Regions from separate parts of the Mus musculus genome. Here all the other regions are linked to region 3. A link is a contact called in public Hi-C and HiChIP or PLAC-seq data. All regions are on one chromosome and are shown on one strand. Each heading gives the region's core, a stretch centred on a gene start, on an enhancer-like site or on the middle of the called end of the contact. The rest is flanking DNA. Distances are from core to core; before and after follow the strand shown.

Region 1 (4,623 bases), core at 99-2,598, 92 kb after region 3:
CTGAGACGGCTGTCATGCTCAGTACAAGGCCCAGCTGAGTAAAGCAGCGCCCTGTTCTGCAAACAATCGAGTATGTGAGCTGCTTCTGCCAACTTTCCCCTTCCACTGACCTTAGCTGCGTTGACTTTCTACTGAATGGGGCTTTGCTTGGTCAAGGCTGGATGTTCTACTTGCTATATGGGCAACAAAGAGAGCTTTCAAGACAATACTCTGGGTTTAGGATGTAGCTTGGTTGGGAGGGTGTGTGCCTAGTTTGCATGAGGCCATGCTCCATCTTCAACACAGTGGAGAATGAGGTGTGGGGCTTGTCTGTAGTTAGCGTCTATGGACACAGGAAAACAAGTTCAAGGCCACCCTCCTCAGCTACACAGCACATGTGCGGCCAATCTCGGCTATGAGACCTTGTCTAAGAGAGAAAACTTGTGTGAATATGAAGATGTGGAGTCCTGGCCAGCTGTGCTGAAATCAAGCCTGTAAGCCCAGTACCTGAGAGGCACAGAACGGAGGATCCTACCTCAAAACCAGAGATAGTGGAGCCTTTCCTTAACGCAGGCCAAGTCACTGCCTGGCCCACCTGACACAATGACCACCTCAGCACACAGAAATCATTGTGAATCCTCTCAAGTGAATAAAGCTAGCTCCTATGACTGTCCACAAAACACAGTGAGTAGACTACCCTGACCTCCAGCACACAGCTCAGTCTACCTTCCAAGGCTGAGAGTTAGCCTGAAGCACAGGTGGACCTGAGACAGTTCTGTACATGGGAGGAGTGTGCACACAGAGCTGAGTTGTCACAGCAACCCTAGCTGTGGGCTCAGGCCCAACCAGTAACCGGGAGCCATCTTTACCTGAACAGTGAGTGGGAACCACTGAGCTGGCTAGCACAGAAACTGGCAATTCACACACACAGCGCAGCCTCTCAAGAGCCAGAATGCTGAATGTCAGTCAGTTCCTCATTTATCTCCTACATGTGCAAAGTCAAAATTTCACTCTGAGCCACTCCAAGGTGCGGGGGAGGAAGCCATGAGGGAAAGCAAACTGAACTCAACACTGTGACAGAGTACAGTCACGGACAACAATCTTAGGATAGAATAACGGAGCTGGACACTTTACTCAGGATAAACCCGCCCAGAGCGAGAAGGCACAGCAGGAGCCCGCTGCATAGCGCGCTGAGATGACGAAGCTCAGCATACTCCTGCCCCGGAGGCACTGATAATGATATTTTGACAGTTTTAAAAATACTAACGGTAAATAGCCTCAGATTTCAACACCCGAGTCAGAACAGAGACAGAAATGAATTACACATGGGGATGAAGCAGCAGCCACAGGGCACTCACACGGGGAAGAAAGACGGCTGACTCATGGTGACTACGGGCAGGAGTGCTGAGCAGTTAAGGAGCCACAGCTGCTCTGGGCAGTGGTGGTCTAGCATTGTAGGTTTGCCACGAAGAAGTGTCAGGAATCCCAGGGCCCACCACCTGCCCCTCCTCCGAGGGCACCTACCTTACTGTAAGTCACTACTGATAAGTTGTTTGCGGGACTGCTGGGGGACAGATTTACAGAGCTCTGTGACAGTCTATCCTGATCTTGCTCGCTTTGCTCAGGAACAGGAGCCCATGTATTTTTGCTGATCGAGTCGAACTCGGAACCCCCAGGGTCTGTTAGGTTGTTTTCATCTGATTGTCGGTTCTTTTGGGGAGAGGCAAACGGGTTGAAGTTTCCTTCTACCTTGCGATGTGGCTGTGTGTTGAATTCCGTTTCAAAAGATGACAGCTGCTGCGTTACTCCTAAAAGTCCACCCACCTCCACACTGAGAATCACCCAGATGACATCTGAAACAAAAAGGCAGCTGAGTCAATGCCAGGCCCACCCTTGGCCCAGGCCGTCACCACCAAAAACCCAAACACTACCTATACCTGAGAGGCCGAGCTCCGCAGGCAGTGCTCTGAGTGCCCAGCACACGCTTCTCTGCCTTCAGTAATGCCAAGGGCAAGCTCTGGCCCATGTCTGTGGTGGGACCCCCAAGGCTGCAGGGAGGGCTTCCTTCCCAGCTGACGGTCATATCTGCAAGTCACTCCCAGCGAGCACGCGGAACCGGAGCGCTCCAGTTCACAACGAGCTGCTCTCTGTGCATGTGCTTAACCCTGATCATTCTGGTAAGGCAGTGTTCTTGAAGCTAAAAATGCTGACTTTAGAATTACAACATAGTTAGCCTTGTCCCACTTGGGAGGTAATTTAAAATGACCACCTACTGTTCACAAAGAGAAGCGCAGCAAAAGGCATTATAAATAATAAGGATGCACGCGGAACGCAAGCTAAGCAAACATAAGGAGTACCATGCTTTACTGTAGGTACACTGGGGGCAGAAGAGTCAGGCTTCCTAAGCTAACCTGGGCTTCATGAGCTCTGTCCTTATGTGTCAGAGGGAGACCTGACTACACAGTCCCATTAAGTGTGTGTATATATATATATATTTTAAGATTTACTTATTTTGATTTTGTGTGTTTGATGAGTGTTTGCCTTTGTGTCTGTGCACCATAGGCGTGCAGTGCCCCTAGAGGCCAGAAGAGGGTGTTGGATTCCCTGGAACAAGGGCTGTAGACCTCTGTGAGATGTGGGTTCTGTGGGACTGGCTGGGCACATGGTGGACGTCTTTAGTCACAGGCCAGCCAGAACTGCACAGTGAAACCATATCCCTAAACAGATCAATACCTGGTGATAACCTCATCTCTGATATCTTTGTTGTCAAAGGTAGGGCACAAACAGAAAGTAAAGGAACTGTGTCCTTTGATGCAGGGTATGGACGATGACCCATGCCAAGGCTCAGCAATGCAGACTCTAGAGGAGGAGTGAGGACCGTCCTCAGTGTTGCCCTGCGGCCATGAGGACAGTAGCCTCAGTGCAGCACCTCCATACACACTCAGTGCTCTGGGAGCTGTCCTGAGAACTGGCCAGTCTAGGAGCTGTGCAGCAAAGCAAGCAGAGCTGCAGCGACACCTGCTGTTCATGCCTGGAACTAGCGATTCTTTTCCTCTGAGAAAAAGAAGCGACAGTCATCAAAGCAAGACTGTGGCTCACAGTATTCCAGGCACACATTCCAGACACACAAATACAGTGTCAGTTGCTTCTAATTCTGTGTCTGCTAAAGATCTCTGGGAGTTTGAGGCCAGTTTGGTCTACACAATGAGTTCCAGGACAGCCAGGGCTATACAGAGAGACCCCATCTCAAAACATCAAAACAACAAATTACGTCCTCACACCAGCTACTTCCATATGAGATGTGGGTCTCATTATGTGTCCCTGCCTGGGCTCAAACTCACAGCAATTCTTCTCCCTTAGTGTCCCAGAGAGGCGGAGCACTGGGTTAAGACACCATGGATGGCATGCCACTTTATCAGTGACCAGACTTGGACCCCACACCAGCTAATCTAGGGAAACAGTGATGTGGTCCTCAGGAACAAGCTATTGGCAGGCCCTGGGGAGTCGCTGCCTTTGCTAGCTGTCTGGCTGAAGTGAACATGTCTGCATAGGTGTAAGGCTGTGGGAGCAAGCATGGAGCCTGAGAGCGATGCCTGGTACCTTCCCTTTGTAACTCTCATCTCTGGAGTCAGTGTCTCTCCCTGAACCTGGAGCTCACTCACCGACTGGCTAGACTGGCCGGACAGCACACTTCAGGACTCTTCTGCCTCCACCCACCAGTGCTAGAATTAGAGGCATAAGCTGGCTTTTTACCTGGACCTTGTGTGTCCCATCTTACAATTCAGTTATATTCCTACTTCTTGTTTTCTACCTGACTGGCTTAAAGTTTATTCTCCGTATGGCTAGACGTGCAGTGCAGTCAGCTCGAGGGAACCAAGGCCGTCTGCAGAGACCACCAGCAGTTCTGACCACTGTGCCTCATACCCGTGCCACCTCTGCCTTCCCTACTAGCTGAGCCTGCCAAGCATCTGTCAAAGAGTGTCCCATGAGATGCCTGATAGAAAGAGTCCGACGCCCACCGTGGACAGTACAACGTGTTTGTGGAACAATCTCACTGTCTGGGGACAGCATCTGAACCTCTCAATTCAAAGTGAATTTGTCCTGCACAGACAAACGTGAATGAACTACTTTAAAACAACAGAAAGGCAACAATGCTACAATAAGCTGACCATTCGTATGTCTTGCTTGGTAGTCTTGACCACTGAGCTAAGCATTAATGGTTAGAGACTTAGCTCAGCAGGCTCAGTGTTTGCCTAGCATGCATGAGTTAATTCCCAGTATTATAAACACTAATTAAAATAGGATAAAAGTGGTATTCTTTTTTTTAAAAAAGAACTACAAACCAGAGACTGTATTGATAACACATAAAACAAAATATCAGATCACCGAAATAAAGTACTATATTGAAATGATGTCACTTCTGGGAGCACCTGGGTGTGTCGGTGAGGGACAGCAGACTGACTCGTGAGGCTGAATGGGACCCTCTAGTGCAGAGCATACAGCTCTTTCAACTCACTCACTTCATCTCTAAGATGCTGAAACCTGAGTACCAGGAAAACTACAGCTAGTTAAATCAGCCCCACTTCAGGCCTTCAGAGCCTTACCTACCAACATATGACACCAATAACCAGAATAAACCAACAG
Region 2 (4,400 bases), core at 1,730-4,229, 120 kb after region 3:
TAAAGAGCAAGCTAGAGAAAATACTTTCAATTTGCTCATTTGAAAACATTTAGTAAAAGTTGTGTCCATTTTTAGAATAAAGACTACTTTCTGCCTTGGTCTCTTGCAGGGTCCTCTGCTAGTAGGGACAAACTCTTGCACATTCAAGAGAATTGGCAATTCTCCCAGCAAATTGTGTCCTGTGTTATCTGTGGGTGTGTCGCCAGGTCAGCCTCCCTGAGCACCGGAGACGGCACACTAACAAGAGCCACGCTCCCTTCCTCAAGCCCCTCCACATCCCCAGTTCATCCCACAGCCAAAGCAATTCCTCACCCACACCTGCTTGGTGCAGAACTCAGCCAGAAAAGACCAAGGGCCTCGTAAAGCCGAAACTTCAAATGAGTGACCTGGAACAAAGGGAGGTGGCCGAGCAAATCACTTCCTAGACACAAGGCAGAGAGCCGCCTGCAGCCATCAGACACGGCTGGGCACGCCTCCTCAGGCTCCAGTCAGATTATTGCAGATCCTGGGCCAGCAAGAGCAAGACTAGCTCAATCAGCTCCCACTCAGTGCCAGCATGTACACGCCTGTCTCCAAACACACATTCTGCTGCTGGTCACCAGGAAGAAAGAACACTGCCTGCAAGAAAGCCTCTGCCCCAGTCTTCCTCAGAGCTTCTAGGCTGAAACAGTCTTCAATATAAGTTCAGTCAAAAATATTCTGAAGATGTAGGCTTTGATGGCACACGCCTTTATTCCCCTCCTTCCAGAGGCAGAATCAGTGGATCTCTGAGTATGAGGCCAGCCTGATCTACAAAGTTTTAGGACAGCCAGGATTGTTAGAAAGAGAAACTCTGTCTCAAAAAATCTTCTGACAAAGGATGGATGGGCAGTGGGGAGGGTGGGATACCATAGGACTGTTCCTGTCTGGGAACTGTACCATGGGATGACTGAAATACTCTGTCACTACCACAGACATTTTTTTTCCAGACAAGAGTCTCATTATGTAGCTCTGGCTGTCCTGGAGCTCAGATAAATAGACTAGTTTGGCCTTGAACTCAGAGACCCAGTTGCCTGAGTCCCAAGTGCTGGAACTCAGTACCAGGAAGGTAGGGGCAAGAGGACTATCACAAGTTCAAGGCCAGCCTGGGCTACAATAGCAAGATTGTACACCCCACTCACCCAAAAAAAGTTACAATTGAAAATGCTGTATGAACTTTGAAAAACTAAGTGTGTGTTTACATGAACGCATGAATGTACCGCTGCCGGAACAACGTGAAGATGAGAGGACACCTTGTTAGACCTAGTTCTCCCCAACACCATGTGACTACGGATAATGAACTCCAGTCCTCAGGCTTGGGAGCAAGCACTGTTACTCACACACAGGGCTGGAGACACGGCTCAGTGGTGAAGAGCACTTGCTGCTCCTTCAGAGGATCCTGGTTCAATACCAAGCACCCACTTTGTAGCTAACACACTCTGTGTCTCTGTGTGTGTGTGTGTGTGTGTGTGTGTGTGTGTGTGTGTGTTTTACTACACAGATTCAGGCAAAATACCCATACACATTAGAAAACATAAGAACTGAAACTACAAGCTGGGCATTGTGCTGCATGTCTGTAAGCTCAATACACGAGAAGCAGAGACAGAAGGAGCAGGAGTTTTAAAAGGCCAGCCTCTGTTACATATCGAGTTCAAGATTATTAACCAGGGCCACATGAGACCCTGCCTGCTCTCAGGTACAGGGAAATTTAGATCAACTAAAGCAAAAGGAAACATCTAGTCAGACATGGGAGTTGATGTCTGTAGTCGCAGTACTCAAAAGGCTATGGTAGGGGGACTGTCAGGAGTTTGGGGCCAGCCTGGGCTACACAGTAAGTTCTAGGTTACTAGACTGAGCTACAATATGAGACACCAGTCCCCCAAAAGCAGAGAGGATATGAAGGGGATTGGTAAGATGGCTCACTAGGTAAAGGCATTTGGTGCCAGGCCTGACAATGTGCTAGCCACTACAACCTGACTAACAGAAGGAGAGGCCTGCCTGCCTCCTGACAAGCACTCCTTTGACTGCCACATGAGCTGTGGCTACTATGTAGTCACACACATGCACACAGTAAATGCAGAGGGCAGGGATGGAAAAGAAAAGAGAGAAAAATCTACAGAGTTAAAAAAAATGCTTTTCGGGGCTGGCAAGATGGCTCAGCAGGTAAGAGCACTGACTGCTCTTCTAAAGGTCCTGAGTTCAAATCCCAGCAACCACATGGTGGCTCACAACCACCCATAATGAGATCTGACACCTCTTCTGGTGTGTCTGGAGACAGCAACAGTGTATGTATATATAATAATAAATAAATCTTTAAAAAAAAATGCTTTTCTTGGGCAGAGGGAACAGCTCAGGGGTAGTGTTGAGTATACACACAGCCATAGTCTTAACCCCAGTAGTGAAACACACACACACACACACACACAAAAGAAAAAAAGAAAAGAAAAGAAAAAAGAAAAACACCAGGCCACTAAGCATAAAACACTCATTCTAATGACATAGTGTGCAACTGTAAGGAGGACCACAGCCTGGCAGGATTAGCCCTGTGGAGCCCCTATGCTGTGGAACATATGCTCTACCCCCAGTGTGGCCGTCCTCTGCTCTCGGACACACACACCAAGGCACACTGCAAAGGGAAATCCAATTAGTTAGCAGCAGATCTGCTCTGGCCAGGCCTCCTGTCTGCTTTCACTCGGGTAGCACTCGAGTCTGAGGAGAACAAGGCCCAAGGCAGGAAGGCACTCCTCCTTCCTGTGAAGATGGAAGTGCTCCGGAAGCAGGGGTCCCCAGAAGGACCCTGTAATCTGCCTCAGTCAGTCCAGGTTCAAGCTGCTAAGTATTAAGATGAATTTGCAGATGGAAGCCACATTGTTACAGGAACTTATTGCAATGCAAACCTCTGAGGCGAAGTCTGAGGGCGGTGCTGTGTATGTGCACTGCACTGTGTACTCAGGAGGACAAAGGCAGACTGTGCATGTAACCTGAGGCTGCACTCTGCTGAGTCACTTCCGTCACACACCTCGGGGTCCAACAACTCACGTTTCGGTCAAAAGAGCAGGTTTAGAATAACTCCTTGTTTTGGTCGCTGGATTTAATTTCCTGAAATGATTTACAATCGCTGTATCTATGGTAACTACAGTTTCTGGAAATTCTGAGCCACTGTGAGGAGACAATGTGGATTGCCCCAAACACCACAGGATGACCGCACAAAGCATGTCCAGACACAGCGCTCCTTACACACGGTTCTGGTTTGTCATGAAACTCAGATAGTGAGTTATGGTATGAGCAGATAAATCTGCAACTAAGCAGAATTTCAAACTGATTTGATCCTAAGACTGTCAAAGAGGTGTTTCTTGGTTTAAAAAATACAAAGGTTTGATTTTTTTAAAGTTGCCAAAAAGTATCTGAATACACAATTTATCCTATAATTTAGCTGTTATTGCTGTAAAAATTAGGAAATATAATAAAGGCAGAATTTATGGGCTTTGCTAAGAAATATCATATACCTTTTACAATCTCTTTGATTAAATGTTTCTGTTGTGTCTAAGAATTCCTGCCTGTGAGATCTTGGGACACTGTGCTTCCCATAGGGACCAGCCTCAAAGTGGCTTAGTTTCATTTCCCCTGAGGAACGTGCCGGCTGGCCATGCCATCTCTGGAGATGATATGAAAGCAAGCTCTGGCATACACATGTCCACATAAGAGAACATCCACAGAGGAAGTAACCAACCGTATGCTTGTCTCCAAGCTTTAAAAAGGTAAGTTCTATAGTGTGCAACACACCCAACGCTAGCTACTACACTAACAAACCCGGAGCAGGCCACTCACCTCAGCTGCAAGTGCAACCTGAAGTCAGTGGATATTGGCCACTGCACGGTGGTTATGAAACAAGTAACTTTAAAAAGCTACATACAGGCAGGGCGTAGGGGTGCAGGTCTTTAATCCCAGCACTCGGGAGGGACTGGCAGGAGGATGTCTGTGAATCTGAGTACAGCCTGGTTTACACAGCAAGCTATAGACTAGCCAGTACTACATAAAGACTGTCTCAAAAAAAAAAAATAAATAAATAAAAACATAAAAAAAACCAAAAAAACAAAACCCAAAGTTCCATACAGGGCTGGATAGAAGAATATTTACTGATCTTGCAAAGAAACCTGGGTTCAATTCCCCACACCCACAAGTTCAGTCTGTAACTTCAGTTCCAAAGACTCCAACACCCTCTTCTGGCTTCCTAGAGTACTGCATGCATATGATGCACAGACATACATGCACACAAACATTATATATGAGACAATCACAACCATAGAACCACATACCCTCTACTGGCCTCCACAGCCCTGGCACTGTGTGCACACATCAACAAGGACACACGCACATGTACA
Region 3 (4,853 bases), core at 1,884-4,383:
GGCTTCCAATTCTAATGCCAGCCCTCAGGAGGCAGAGGCAGGAGGAACTTGTGAGTTCTAGGCCATTCAGGGCAACATAGTGAGACCATGTCTCAGAAAAACCAAACCAAACCATGGAAATAGGCCAGAGAGATAACTCTTCCTAAAAGCATTGGCTACTGTTGCTCATGTTCTGTTCCCAGGACCCACATGAGATGGTTCCAACAGCCTGCCATCTGGTCTCTAGGGGGAGTCAGACACTGCCCTCTACCCTCCCTGGGCACCCATATGCACTGGATATAGGCACACAGAAACATAAATTAAAAATTGAATTAGTAATACTTTTAGCAGGGCATGGCAGCTTTAATCCTTGGGAGCCAAACACAGATAGATCTATGAGTTCAAGACCATCCTGGTCTACAGAGTGAAACCCTCTCTCTCAAGAACAAGGCTAGCGCCAGATGTGGTGGCACACGCCTTTAATCCCAGCACTCCGTAGTCAGAGTCAGGTGGATTTCTGAGTTTGAGGCCAGCCTGGTCTACAGAGTGAGTTCCAGGACAGCCAGGGCTATACAGAGAAACCCTGTCTCGAAAAACCAAAAAAAGAAAAAAAAGAAAAAAAAAAAAAAAAGAACAAGGCTAGCCTGGTGACCCTATGTGATGGTTTGTATATGCTTGGCCAAGGGAGTGGCACTATTAGAAGGTATGGCCTTGTTGGAGTGGGCATAGCTTTGGTGAAGTGGGCGTGGTCTTGGTGGAGTAGGTGTGTCACTGTGGGCCTGGACTTTAAGACCCTCACCCTAGCTGCCTGGAAACCAGTATTCTGCTAGCAGCCTACAGATGAAGATGTAGAACTCAGTTCTGCCTGCACCATGCCTGCCTGGATGCTGCTGTGTTCCTGCCTTGATGATAATGGAATGAACCTTTGAACCTGTAAGCCAGTCCCAATGAAATGCTGTCCTTATATAAGAGTTGCCTTGGGAGCCGGGCGTGGTGACTCACGCCTTTAATCCCAGCACTCGGGAGGCAGAGGCAGGAGGATTTCTGAGTTGGAGGCCAGCTTGGTCTAAAAAGTGAGTTCCAGGACAGCCAGGGCTATACAGAGAAACCCTGTCTCGAAAAAACAAAACAGCCGGGCGGGGTGGCTCACGCCTTTACTTTAATCCCAGCACTCCGGAGGCAGAGGCAGGCGATTTCTGAGTTCAAGGCTAGCCTGGTCTACAGAATGAGTTCCAGGACAGCCAGGGCTATACAGAGAAACCCTGTATCAAAAAACCAAAAAAAAAAAAAAAGAAAAAAGAAAAAACAAAACAAAACAAAACAAAAAAAAAGAGTTGCCTTGGTCATAGTGTCTGTCTGTTTGCAGCAGTAAAACCCCAGGATACCCTGTTTCAAACAACAACAACAAAAAAACGCAAGCAAGCACTGTGGCTGGGTGGTTGGGGACTTGCAAGGCCCTGGCTTCTGCCCCCAGCCCTGCACAACTAAAAACCAAAAACAAGCAGGAAAGGGCTTTGAATAGACACTTCGCCTGAGAAGACGAGAAGACACACAGATGGTCGGTGAAAACAGTATCCAACATCAGTAATCACTAACAAAATGCAAATCAAGTCCACAAAAGATGCCTCTTCGCACTTGCTGGTGACAGCCATTAGCTCCAAAATAGAAAACGGTCATTGTTGAGGAGGATGTGGGAACACTGGGACCCGTGCCTTACACAGGACTGCAAAAATCGCCCAGCCAACTGGGAGGACAGCTGGTACTCCCTGTGGTCCAGGAACTGAAATCTTTTGTTTCCAATTTTTCTGGGTACTGAGAAGTTTACCTCCAAGAAGGTTTCCAAAGGAGATACTAAGTAGATACTGGGCCTTAACCACCGTTGTTCTCAATGGCTGCAGGGCGTTCATTAGCAGAGGAATGAATAAACAAAACGCAATGTGCATGTAGATGGAATATTACCCAGCCCTGACAAGGACTGAAATTCTGATGTGGGCTGCTGCACGGGTGACATTGAAGATGAGTAAAAGAAGCGTGACATCCTGAGTTCAAGTCCCCAGCACCCACCTTCAGAGACCAGGTGTGGTTATAGGTACATAGTGAGACTTTGGCTCAAAAACACTTGAGGGGAGGGGGCTGGAGAGATGGCTCAGCGGTTAAGAGCACCTACTGCTCTTCCAGAGGTCCTGAGTTCAATTCCCAGCAACCATATGGTGACTCACAGCCATCTGTAATGAGATCTGATGCCCTCTTCTGGTGTGTCTGAAGACAGCCACAGTGTACTCATAAAAATAAAAATAAATATTTTTTAAAAAATTTGGGGGTCTGTGTAGCCCTGGCTGTCCTATAACTCCATCTGTAGACCAGGCTGGGGTCCAACTCAAGATAACCATTTGCTCCTACTTCCTCAGTGCTGGGATTAAAGGCGAGCACCACCACTGATGGGCTAAGCTTGTGTTTTTACCTTTTGTTTTGAGGCAGGGTCTCATTGAGTTAATCCCGTTTCACCTTGATCACTTTGTAGCTCAGGCAGACCTTGAATTAGACATCCTCCTGCCTCAGCCTCCCAAGTTGGGATAACAGGCCTGAACCACCACAGAAGCCTGCAATCTGTGCTTTAACAAGTACCCACTCTGCTGAAAAGCTCCTTAGTCTGGGGTCACTTGCTCCCAGGAGACACCTGGCAATGTCTGCATGTTTTAACATGTCTTGGGGAACGGTGCCCGTTGGGCCTGGTGGAGTCAGACCCAGAATGCTGCTCTGGCCCCACAGAGCCCAGGAAAGCCTCATATGTCAGCCAGTGCTGAGTTGAGGAAATCGTGGTGGACACCAGTCTGTGTGTGTGTTTCTGTACTCCTCTCCACTCTGTGTGTGTGTGTGTGTGTGTGTGTGTGTGTGTGTGTGTCTGTATGTATGTGCCTCTGTGTGTGTGTGTGCACAACTCTGTATGTGTGTGCCTCTGTGTGCCTGTGTGTGTGCGGGTGTGCTGGAGATGGAACCCAGGGCCTCCCTTACACAAGTAAGCACACGCATACGATTGAGCCACACCCTGTACCCTCCCCCACGTGCATCTGAGACCAGTCAGGAAGGCAGAGGAGGAAGGGCTATGGAGCACAGACATTTACTTCCACACTTGACTTCCACACTTCAGTTGGATGTCCCCACTGCCCCCTGCAGGTTGAAATAGCAGAAATAGAGGAGGGACTCGCCGGCCCAGAGTGCCTGGGTGTTGTCCTGAGGGAAGGCATAGCTCCTGGTCGTCTCCTCCTGGGGGCTGGCTGGGCTCCATTTGCCTCATGCTATTGCTAGTGCTGTTTAATGGAGGGCCGGAGCGTCATTTCTAATTATAGTGCATGACTGTGGATGCTGCACCCCTAAGTGTGAGCTGTACACTGTTGGGGGTCACAACAGAGGAGGCTAGAGTATGAGGTGCAGGAGCACGCCTTGGGTTCCATGAGGCCTGGCATTGCACTGGCTTGTGCTTTCCTCCCCCTCCCCTCACCTCGTCTCCTTCCTTCTTCCTCTTCCCTCCCTTCCTTTTCTTCTTTTTTACTGGATGAGGCAGCTCCCCAACCTTTTTTTAAGACAGGGTTTCTCTGTGTAGCCCTGGCTGTCCCGGAACTCACTCTGTAGACCAGGCTGGCTTCGAACTCATGGAGATCCGCCTACCTGTGCCCTCTAAGCACTACTTGTTTTATGTGGTGTAGGATATAGAAGCCAGGGCTTCATGTATGCTAGCAAACATTTCAGCAATCGAGTCACATGCCCAGCCCTGCATTATGTGTTTCGGTGGCCCCCTTAGTGTCTGTTGTCCCTTGGACTTCTTGCTTCAGGAATGTCCAGTTGGTGGCCGAGGCTGTGTTATTAATTAATGAAACAAGGGAATTGACTTGAGACAGAGTTTCACTGTGTAGTCCTGGCTGTTCTAGATCCCACTATGTAGTCCCAGATGGTCTGAGCTCACATAGGTTCTCCCACTTCTGCCTCCCCAGGGACAGGATTAAAGGCGTGCTCCACCATACCCGACTTAAATGTATATTTTAATATGTATCTGAGTCACACTTTGATGTTGTTTTATTCTTTGAGGAGGATTAGAAAAGCCTACCCTCAGTGGAAAGTCCTTTAAGCTGATTTAAATTGGGAGAGCACCGAGACAAAGCGATAACGGCGTGATAATTGTTACTTTGCTATGCTGTTACTTCAGCTCACACTATAGTGAACTCCAGAGAACTGGAGCCTGTCAGCCTGTCATCTGCCAGGCTTCATTACTTATCCACCTTACTCTCCTGCTCTCGGAGTCCTTCCCTGAGACCTGACCCCAAGTCACCCACACGAGTAGCCTCTCAGGACCAGGGTGGGGATGGGGGTGGGGGTGAGGGGTCTGGGTGGGACAGCTCTTTTCTCACCAGCCCAGCCTCCATCTTCTGAGCAAGCCACTGTGGTCTGCTTTCCCCTGGACCAAGGGCTGCTTCTCCGCCAATGGCTTCTGGTTCTTGAGAACCCAGTGTTGTTTTTGCCTTGGTGTTGCTGGTTTGCATTTTTTATCTATCTGGGTGTTTTTGTTTGTTTGTTTTTCTGCCCTCTCTTTGAATGCCCTTTTAGGTCTTGTTTTCTCCTCCTCTCTCTGGCCTCAGACAAGTGAGCATGCTCCATCTTCCAGTGCCAGCAAGCCTCTGGCCGTTCCTCCTCTCAAATACCCATCTTCCCATGGTTCAGACTGAATAGTCTCTGAGCTCTGTGCGATTTCCCTCTCTCTCTCTCTCTCTCTCTCTCTCTCTAGACTTCACTGCTCCCCTCCCCCCCCCTGTTGTTTTTATTATGCTGTTGAGTCCTTCCAAGGAACCAACAAGAAAGGCTCCTTCCCTCATTGTAGAGTA

What was found. A called contact is a pair of places that touch in the nucleus more often than the background predicts. HiChIP or PLAC-seq counts read pairs in DNA pulled down with a chosen protein or histone mark.
Region 1: a contact with region 3 is called in an H3K27ac HiChIP or PLAC-seq map of the HPC-7 cell line, with 5 times the contacts expected there. The contact joins two enhancer-like sites. A contact is called at or near these places in 1 of 39 promoter capture datasets (the SN4741 cell line), 3 of 15 datasets of contacts at CTCF or cohesin (the NIH/3T3 cell line, large pre-B cells and pro-B cells), 15 of 484 Hi-C or Micro-C datasets (B cells, the C10 cell line, CD8 T cells and 11 more), 6 of 115 datasets of contacts at active chromatin or transcription factors (the HPC-7 cell line, acute myeloid leukemia, cardiomyocytes and 3 more) and 2 of 9 other capture datasets (embryonic stem cells and pancreatic islet).
Region 2: a contact with region 3 is called in a Hi-C map of regulatory T cells, with 2.7 times the contacts expected there. The contact joins two enhancer-like sites. A contact is called at or near these places in 3 of 484 Hi-C or Micro-C datasets (embryonic stem cells, nephron progenitors and regulatory T cells), 4 of 115 datasets of contacts at active chromatin or transcription factors (embryonic stem cells and memory CD8 T cells) and 3 of 9 other capture datasets (adipose tissue, embryonic stem cells and pancreatic islet).

The regions. Positions count from the first base shown.
Region 1 is chr17:27,766,408-27,771,030 of GRCm38.p6, forward strand. It overlaps Ilrun (inflammation and lipid regulator with UBA-like and NBR1-like domains), which reads right to left. Exons shown (of 5, transcript NM_001033279.3): 4 at 1,504-1,832. Among named protein-coding and RNA genes, the nearest start is that of Spdef, 40 kb to the left of the region's middle. Within about 2 kb of position 1,349, at least 52 of the 459 cell types and tissues checked have an H3K27ac peak or open chromatin away from gene starts, as enhancers often do. A contact at or near this core is called in the HPC-7 cell line, where this site is marked.
Region 2 is chr17:27,797,227-27,801,626 of GRCm38.p6, forward strand. All of the region lies in intron 1 of Ilrun (inflammation and lipid regulator with UBA-like and NBR1-like domains), which reads right to left. Among named protein-coding and RNA genes, the nearest start is that of Ilrun, 21 kb to the right of the region's middle. Within about 2 kb of position 2,980, at least 231 of the 459 cell types and tissues checked have an H3K27ac peak or open chromatin away from gene starts, as enhancers often do. A contact at or near this core is called in regulatory T cells, where this site is marked.
Region 3 is chr17:27,672,503-27,677,355 of GRCm38.p6, forward strand. All of the region lies in intron 1 of Pacsin1 (protein kinase C and casein kinase substrate in neurons 1), which reads left to right. Among named protein-coding and RNA genes, the nearest start is that of Pacsin1, 19 kb to the left of the region's middle. Within about 2 kb of position 3,134, at least 15 of the 459 cell types and tissues checked have an H3K27ac peak or open chromatin away from gene starts, as enhancers often do. A contact at or near this core is called in the HPC-7 cell line and regulatory T cells, where this site is marked.